3 separate regions of the Mus musculus genome follow, and regions 2 and 3 are each linked to region 1. Evidence: chromatin contacts called from public HiChIP or PLAC-seq and Micro-C data. All regions are on one chromosome and are shown on one strand. Each heading gives the region's core, a stretch centred on a gene start, on an enhancer-like site or on the middle of the called end of the contact. The rest is flanking DNA. Distances are from core to core; before and after follow the strand shown. Region 1 has its middle 12 kb from the start of Gm30624. Region 2 has its middle 48 kb from the start of Krr1. Region 3 has its middle 29 kb from the start of Gm30193.

The links. A called contact is a pair of places that touch in the nucleus more often than the background predicts. HiChIP or PLAC-seq counts read pairs in DNA pulled down with a chosen protein or histone mark.
Region 2: a Micro-C map of the G1E-ER4 cell line shows a contact between it and region 1, with 4 times the contacts expected there. The contact joins two enhancer-like sites. A contact is called at or near these places in 1 of 39 promoter capture datasets (embryonic stem cells), 3 of 15 datasets of contacts at CTCF or cohesin (the G1E-ER4 cell line, the NIH/3T3 cell line and large pre-B cells), 38 of 484 Hi-C or Micro-C datasets (the AML12 cell line, the G1E-ER4 cell line, the HL-1 cell line and 19 more), 12 of 115 datasets of contacts at active chromatin or transcription factors (the NIH/3T3 cell line, T-cell acute lymphoblastic leukemia, astrocytes and 7 more) and 1 of 9 other capture datasets (embryonic stem cells).
Region 3: a contact with region 1 is called in an HNF4G HiChIP or PLAC-seq map of pancreatic cancer cells. The contact joins two enhancer-like sites. A contact is called at or near these places in 1 of 15 datasets of contacts at CTCF or cohesin (the NIH/3T3 cell line), 3 of 484 Hi-C or Micro-C datasets (the N1E-115 cell line, nephron progenitors and uterus) and 3 of 115 datasets of contacts at active chromatin or transcription factors (extraembryonic endoderm stem cells, pancreatic cancer cells and trophoblast stem cells).

The regions. Positions count from the first base shown.
Region 1 is chr10:111,671,540-111,674,321 of GRCm38.p6, reverse strand. No RefSeq gene overlaps it. Among named protein-coding and RNA genes, the nearest start is that of Gm30624, 12 kb to the left of the region's middle. Within about 2 kb of position 1,326, at least 155 of the 459 cell types and tissues checked have an H3K27ac peak or open chromatin away from gene starts, as enhancers often do. A contact at or near this core is called in the G1E-ER4 cell line, the N1E-115 cell line, the NIH/3T3 cell line and 4 more, where this site is marked.
Region 2 is chr10:111,923,270-111,926,051 of GRCm38.p6, reverse strand. No RefSeq gene overlaps it. Among named protein-coding and RNA genes, the nearest start is that of Krr1, 48 kb to the left of the region's middle. Within about 2 kb of position 1,406, at least 60 of the 459 cell types and tissues checked have an H3K27ac peak or open chromatin away from gene starts, as enhancers often do. A contact at or near this core is called in the G1E-ER4 cell line, the NIH/3T3 cell line, neural stem cells and 1 more, where this site is marked.
Region 3 is chr10:111,543,461-111,546,242 of GRCm38.p6, reverse strand. No RefSeq gene overlaps it. Among named protein-coding and RNA genes, the nearest start is that of Gm30193, 29 kb to the left of the region's middle. Within about 2 kb of position 1,397, at least 144 of the 459 cell types and tissues checked have an H3K27ac peak or open chromatin away from gene starts, as enhancers often do. A contact at or near this core is called in the N1E-115 cell line, the NIH/3T3 cell line, pancreatic cancer cells and 2 more, where this site is marked.

The DNA of each region.
Region 1 (2,782 bases), core at 77-2,576:
GAAATACCCGCAGGGTGATATATGCGTGTTCATTACACACCTACCGTTTGCCAGGCACCTAGGAACAGAGCCTCTCCGTGAGCTTCCCTTCACTTCATGAAGAAATGTCGTAGAGTGTATAACCTAGTCTGTAATGTCGACGAGTGGTGTGAGGAGACATGGGAGTGGATGATGGGAAAGGCCTATAATTAAGAGCTGAGGGTTGAGAGGGGGCAGCAACAGAAGCTCTAGAGAGGGGGGGCAGGAGCAAGAGGAGAAGAGAAAGGAGCAAGAGCTCTAGAGAGCAAGAGAGGGAGAGGAGGGGGCAAGCAGCCCCTTTTATAGTGAGGCAGGCACATCTGGCTGTGGTCCGGTAACTGTGGGGCAGAGCCTAGACTAAATGCCAGCACTGGGTATTTGAAGTCGTGTGAGCATTGTAAATGACCTGGAATTTTATTCTTGGTCAATGGGATGTCATTCAAAGACAGGACTAAGAAAATGGCTTTCAACAATGTTCATGGGGTCACTCTTGGGACGATGAAAAGACCACAGTGAGAAAAGAGGGTACCCAGTGAGGCCACTGGCCAGCACTACAAGATGAAAGGGGCACAATTGCCCTACTGGGGCCATGTTCAGTCTGAGATGTCTGTTAGACATCTAGGAGGAAAGGTTAATGACATAATTGAAAATGCGAGTCTGGTTTGAATTAAAAAACAAAAACAAAAAACAAATGCTGGACTAGGAGTATAGATTTTTAGCATTTGGGGGACCTGGCAAACTCAGGGAAGGGGCATTCAAAGGAAAGAAAGAAAACTGTGTAGAAAATCCACCATTCACAGCCTCACAAAGAGAAGCCTGAAAAAGAGACAAACTGGGGTGGGGGTGGGGTGGGAGTTCTGCATGATATAGAGGAAGCCCAGATAAGACTGTTACAACAGGAAACTGACCAACTCTGCCAAACTCTGCTAAAGGAGAGAGTAACCAAACACTGGTTGGTCAGTGCCTAATCTCAATTCCCCTATAGGATCCATTGCAGTGGGTTGGATGGGTTGGGGGACGCAGATAATCGAACTCTAAAGTTGCTCCCCACCTTTTGCTTTTATGACTTGACACAGCTATAAGTATCCCTTCTACACTGTCCCTTATACATCCCTAAGGACACCATTCTGACGTCCTCAATTCCTCCACCACTATTTCAAAACAAATATAGATTTTACTGGAAGAAAAAGTAAATAAAATGAAATGAGTCAACCCACTGAATCTCTCCCCAGGCCCTAAAGGCTCAGGAACAACTTCGCTAAGTGCCCTTGGGATGCCTTGCTGGAGTCAAGTGTTTACAGTAGAGTCTCCAGTTTCACTCTGAATGACCTCACTCAATAGAGCGAAGCCCGGCAGATCCGGTTTGACAGCCTCTCTCCAACTCAGCTCTAATCAGCCAAGGATCAGATCTGCTGTCACCCCATTCTTCAGGATGAATCAGCTTTTCAAGTGGAAGGGAAGGAGAATCAGTCTGTTAAGTCAAAGTTACCCGAGCTGCCCGTCTATTCATGAGAAGCTAGGGAGATTGTAAAAGGCCTCTGTTAGTTTCACATCTCAGAGAAAGAAGAAAATTAGTCTTCATCCGCTGAGGTTGGCAGAACAGAACCCATGAACTGGGTATTTCACAAGTGACAGCAATTTCCTCCCCACAGTTCTTAAAGTCCCAGTTCTTAAAGCCCAGTGACAGCAGAGTCACTGTCTTTTGAAGGAGTATTTCCTGATTCATAGAGGGCACTTTCTCACTGGGCCTTCATAGGACATGACTGCAAATGCCCACCTTTGGGTATCATCAGGAGGGGCTGCACCCCACACACGGAAGGAGAAAGTCACCTCTCCCACAGCCCCGTGATGCAAAGTCATGGCGTTGCTGATTTTGCTTCCACACAGAATTTGAGAGAACCCAAACGTTCAGACCGCAGTGGCGTGTTTACATGCACAGACAGGCATGCATATAAACACATATAAACTCATTTCCTTTTTAATCTTCTGGTTCAATGATAATCTCTTATGTGTGGAAGAGGGCACTTTTGCTTCCCAGACAGCAGCTGTCATGACGGAGACACTGCAGGCATCTCGGGTGGATGGGGAGGCCAGGATGCCACCAAAAAAAGCCCGCACAATGGACAGAACATCTCCCCACAGAAAAATCTGACCCAAAACGTCAAGAAGTTCAAGTAGAGAAACCCGGAAGTCATGACGGAAGGGCAGGAGCATCAACAGAATCTGCTTAGTCTTCAACAGCGTGGCATCTTTATTGGCCTGGTGTGTTCTAATGAATCTATGCTGTAATCTGATAATATACGATCTAATGAATCTATACTGTAACCTCTGAATGAAAATTCAGAACTGTGAACTGGAATCACAGGTGGTGATGTATGTCGCTAATATACACATCTGCCCTTGCTGAGGCCACAGAAAATCATTTTCTAAATGGATAATGTCAACCTTATATACACCAGTCCTTTTCAAACTTTGCTCAGATCTCATTAAATGGAGAAATCTGCCTCACCTTGTGGACACTCAGTTTTCTCTTCTCGAATTTACATGATCCCTTGCTTGCCTCTAGACTGAGAACAGGCTTCAAGAAAACTGACTACCAGGCTCAAGACCTCAAACTACCTGAATCCAACCGGTCCACCCAACCCAACGGGCCCCTGGTCCTAAAGTCTCTTCTGTCTTCCCCAAGCCAGGCACTAGAGGTGTGACCCAACAATGCCAGACGGGAGAAAGGTAATTAAATGATCAACACATGTACAGAGGAGCT
Region 2 (2,782 bases), core at 157-2,656, 250 kb before region 1:
TGTTGCATCTGAAAGACACTGCTTCCATGGAATCTTCCACCCCCTCTGGCTCTTACGATCTCTCTGTCTCATCTGTGGCATACATCTTTGAGCCTTGAGCGCTCTCATCCCTTCTTACTGTCTTTTGCTTTAACACTAGCTCCCAAGACTTGTGAGAAGCTACAATCTATTTCTTCTCATCTATTCCGTGTTTCAGCTCAGTGAGACTGTTAGGTAAAGGCCCCCATGCTGTCAGGAACTCACATTCTAAGTGTTATCTTAACACACATGACGAACAGGGTCAGCATCCTTGCAGAAAGGGCATGAACAAGCGATGGGAAGGCATTTAAAGATACCCAGTCGAAAAACGTGAAATTTTCCCCGCTAGGGGGCAGTGCTCGAAAGAATAACAGTCTTTACACTTGCAGTTAGGCGGGACAGAGAACAATGACCTCCTTGTTATTTCCTACCCCACATGCCGAGCACATAAAGATTTTATTTCTTTGGAGAAAAGAGGGGCAAAAGACATTTTCTCTGACTTGAGGCAGAATTCACTGACGGTGCTTTCTTCGCTTGCTAAGCTCAGAGCAAGAGATGCTGGTAGCACTTAATATTCAGAATCACTAAAGCATACATTAAAGAAAGTGTGCCTATAAAAACGAAATCTTTCTGTAGTAAACTTTTAAGGAGAAGGTATTTGTCAAATTAATGACGACGGATCAGGAAAAAACTGGTTGCTCTGGTTTGAAAAATCACTAAAATTTGCTACGGTGAATAACTTACTTAATAAATAACCTTTTTTCCTCCCTTTGTGTGCGTAACAGTCACACATGCTGTATCGTTCAGAAACAAAGGCATTATCTATGCAATAAAATGAAGGAGTTAAATGTTGCTCTTTGAAGAAGGAAAGGAATATTGGATGAAGTGGTTCAAGGTGTTACTGAAGATAGAGTGTAAAGACTATGAGCGCATTGTATACCTGCTTCAGTCTCCAACGGGAACAGCATGAATTCCACCAAAGTGGAGACATTGTTTCTTTAAACCCTAATTACAGCCCACAGACCAGGGAGCAGGAGGGATTAGTTGAGCATTCCTGCCTTTCATGGGAAACCAGAGAGGGTAGGCGAGAAAAAGATCACAGAAAGAGTTTTCCCAAGAATGCCAGATTCAAACCTCCTCACTTTTTGGAAAGCCAACCAACGGACTTCAATAACCATCATGGAGGTGTCCAGGACAGGAACGCACTGGAGAAGCTAGCACAGCACTGGGTGCTATAGAGTGCTGTAAACCTTGATCTTTAGCTCATCTTAATAATAAGCAGCATGGGGATACATCGAATGGGGAAGCCAGTCCAAAGGAAGGATGTGTCTTCTACCCCAACTCAGTAAAACAGGTCCCCTTGCTAAAAAAAAAAAAAAGCATGCTAATTGGGAAGTCCCGGCCTTACTATCAACTCCCCTAGTCAGAGGGTAACATCAGAGGGGAGAAGTTGTTGTGATTCCTACCCACTCACTTCTGCCTTTGTCCTGGAAGGACAGAGTAGGAAGCAAGCCTACTGCAAACAAACAAACAAACAAACAAGCAAACAAGCATATAAATGTTTCATAGAAGATCAAACTTTGTCTTCCCAGCCATCCGTAGCTGTGTGACCCTGCATGGCCCTGCCCAGGACTGTCATGTGGCACACACAGTTCTTTTTGCAGAAGGAGATAACAGATACGCTCACATCACAGGATCAATGGGCAGGAAATAAGGGCAGAGGCAACTCAGCCGCTCTTCACAGAGCTTCTTCTGTTATGAGTCCCTCATGATCTCACAGGCTTGACTGACTTCAAAGGAGTAGGCTGTCATGGGGACTATGTAAAAACTTAGTCAAAGATACTAGAGATCCAACTATTCATGTTCTCAAGGGTCTTAAACTTTTCAAACCTTCAGTTTTTGTTCAGCACTTAAAAAAAAAAAAAGAGGAACTTTTCCCCATTTCAGGAGTGTACAAGCTGCAGTTGTAAAATATATGACTGCATGAGACCATAGTGACCTTTCTAGAACCCCTCCCAATCTTCTACACCCCCATCCCCACCCTGAGCAGCTAAGAAAATAGCACTCCCTGCCCCTGCTGAGAACTACAAATACAAGATTAAGATCAGGCATAAAGATGAAGTGACTTTAAAAACCAGTGTGTTATCCAGTGAGAGCGGCTTATTAAAGAATTCTAAACTGTATAGCTGTTCATAAATATACTCCCAAGAAATATTGAAGCTCTGACACCAAAAGTAATAAAACTACGTACACAAATACTATTCATTATGTGTAGTCACAGAGCAACCAGCTTATTTCTGGTCTTATCAGCGTCAACGTGGCAATAAAGTGTCTCCTTGTACTTCTGACTTCCTTATTAAAATGCACTAAATTTGTTTTTTTTATACATAGGGAGATAAGGTTATTAATTACACAAGCTCCTTATCAGCAAAATGTAAAATAGCAGGAGACACTAAGAAGGAAAAGAAACATTGAGAGGAAAGAAATTTAGGGTACAAGAAACCTTACAGGGTGAATGTGGAAGCCATATATATGAGACTTAATTTTTTCAATTAAAACATTTCATTGGCAAGTATTTGTAATTGGAAGAAAAACAATAAAAAGGCAATTAATGAAAAAGAATATACACATGTACGTGTGTGATTTACTGATTAACGTTAAAAGCATAAATTGTTGTCTCCCAGTGCTAAGACCTTTACAAATCTTAAGAGATACGCTCGCTCAGCAGGACTGTGCAGCAGAGTCCGTAGAGGCAGAGGAGAGG
Region 3 (2,782 bases), core at 148-2,647, 130 kb after region 1:
TTTGGACCACTTCAGTGTCATGCTTGGACCACTGCAGTGTCAGGCTTGGACCACTGCATTGGCATGCTTGGACCACTGCAGTGTCAGGCTTGGACCACTGCAGTGTCAGGCTTGGACCACTGCAGTGTCAGGTTTGGACCACTGCATTGGCATGCTTGGACCACTGCAAGTGTCTTGCTTACTTCACCTCCACAGTGTTATCATTCTAAATGTATGTTTTAGCAGAAGTGCTCTTAGTTCACGACTGGAGACATGGGTTAGCAGTTCTGTGCAATTCTGAGAAGAAGAAAGACTACTACACACACACAGAGCTAGCCCCGTGTCCCCTGTGGTCATTACTTAACACAAATGAATTACACGGTGCCATGTGCAGAAGATAAAGGTGATACTGCCCTGAAAGTAATTAACCAGCACACAGACATAATCACAAAAGCAAGGGAGTGGCTACCACAGATAGGGGTACCCCAAGGAGTGGCAAGGGCGTTGTCTGGAAGGCAAACAAAGGAGGGGCTTCTGGGCTGGACCTGTTTCATTTCTTGATGGAGGGTGTTTGGTTGATAATTATTTCTTATACTGTGCACTTAGTTTTCTGTTTGTATATAAAGGCAAAAACAAAACAGTGACCTCCCTTCATTGAGGAAACAACACCTTGATAGGGACCTCAGTGTGAAGTACAATTGTCATCTTCCTTAGCTGATGTCTGCTGTCGCCATATGCTGTCCTTCTGGAAGGCGGATTTTTTTTTTCTTGAGGATCCATGACTACACTTCTCTGAATAGTTTAGTCTAAATGACATGAGAGCATATTTTTATTTTGTGTGTGTATATGTATATGTGTTCATGTTCATGTGTCTCCATATGTGCACATGTGTCAAAGCCAAGTCATCTTCATGAGTCATTCCTCACACGCATTCCACCATATTGTTGCTGTTTTCTAGCATTTATTTTATTTTTTTTATGTTTTGTTTTGTTTTTTGTTTTTGAGACAGGCTTCTCTGTATAATCCTGACTGTCCTGGAACTTGATCTATAGGCCATGCTAGCCTTGGATTCAGAGATCCATCTGCCTCTGCCTCTGTCCCCTATCCCAATTGCTGGGATTAAAAGCATACACCACCAATGCCCGGTGATTTTTAGTTATGTGGGCGTGTATCTCTGTGTGGGTATGTTCATATGTAGGTAGGTACCTAGAGAGACCAGGCTAGGGTGTCAGATAATCTCTAACTGAAGTTACAGTCAATTATGAGCCATCCCAGGTCAGTGCTCGGAACTGAACTTACATCATCTGCAAGAGAAGTACTTACTCAGAACCACTCAGCTGTCTCTCCAGCCCCATCCTGTTTTATGAGACCAAGTTTTTCATTGGCCTGTAGTTTACAGATTAGAGTAGGCTGGTTGGCCAGCAACCCCAGGGAATCTCTCTTTCTCTATCTCTTGGCACTGAGATTACAAGTATCAGCCAGGCAGCACATCTAGCCTTTTGTTTGTTTGTTTTTGTTTTTAGAGACAGGGTTTCTCTGTATAGTCCTGGCTGTCCTGGAACTCACGTTGGAGATCAGGCTGGCCTTGAACTCGGAGATCCAGCTCTCTGCCTCCCGAGAGCTGGGATCAAAGGCGTGCATCTCCACCATCACCCAAACCACATCTGGCTTTTTCATGTAGGTTCTGGGGATTTGAACCCAAGCCATCATACTTATGCAACATGCACTTAACCCACTGAGCTATTCCTCTAGCCCCTGGAAAATGTATTAATATAAGAGCACATTTGAGGTCTATTTTAAGTGTCTGCCAATTCTGGAGTCAGAATTCAAGGAGACCACAAAAGATGATAATGTTATCCAAGCAAACAGGACAAAGAAAGAGGGCACAGATGGGCTTATAACACCACAGGAGGAAAATACAAAAATTGTAAGGGCTCTTAAGAACTCTGTTCTTCTAACGGAGAGGGGGCATAGCAGCGCCTTGGGGTTCATGTAAAGGAGCCCCCACCCCAGTCCCATACTTGGCATCCGAGTGACTCATCCAGAAAGCTATCCACTGCGTGCAGCAAAGAGGAAATGAATCATAGGAGTTTCTGACCTTTGCCCTTGTCATTCTTCATGGCAGTGGGGGCTGGGAGGGGGAACCACCCACAGACCGGCTCACAGTGCTGGAGAAGAGGCAGGTCAAACAAGGCACACACAGAAATGATGCAAATGCATTGGCTGGGAGAGCTGGAGACTCGGGTCAGGAGAGACAAGCTCAGCAAATACAGACAGTCATTCTATGATACAGAGAGCAGAGCCTATGCGTTGGCACGGATGGCAGTTAGCAGTGCCCAGTGGTGTCTTGTGCAGTCATGTGAACTTCTCACACTCCTAGCCGGGGTGGGAATGGGGGCAGCACAGAGGAGAACCATGACCTTTGAATTCCCATCTTACATCTGGCATTTAGAGAATTTGCTTGGCTTGCTTAGAGGAAGTCCACTGAGCTCCCGCCAGTGTGCAAGTGGGAAGGCATCTGTGATTCAGAGATTCAAAAGATGGAATCCCAGAGCCTTGCCTCGGGAAAGGCAGTGAGCTTCCAGTACCAGGCTGGCGCATCAATGGCATCTCAAGAGGAATCGAACACGTGTAGGGGTGGTTGAAGTTTGAAATAAAAGCAGAATGGGGTCCTTCCCCGATGCTAATAGGAAAGCAAAATACAGTTCTCTCAAAGAACATAGACAGAGCCAAGAGTAAAAGGGCAGTGAAGGCCACAAGGCAGAGCTTTAAATTGCCATCTAACTGTGTGCTTCTCGATGCC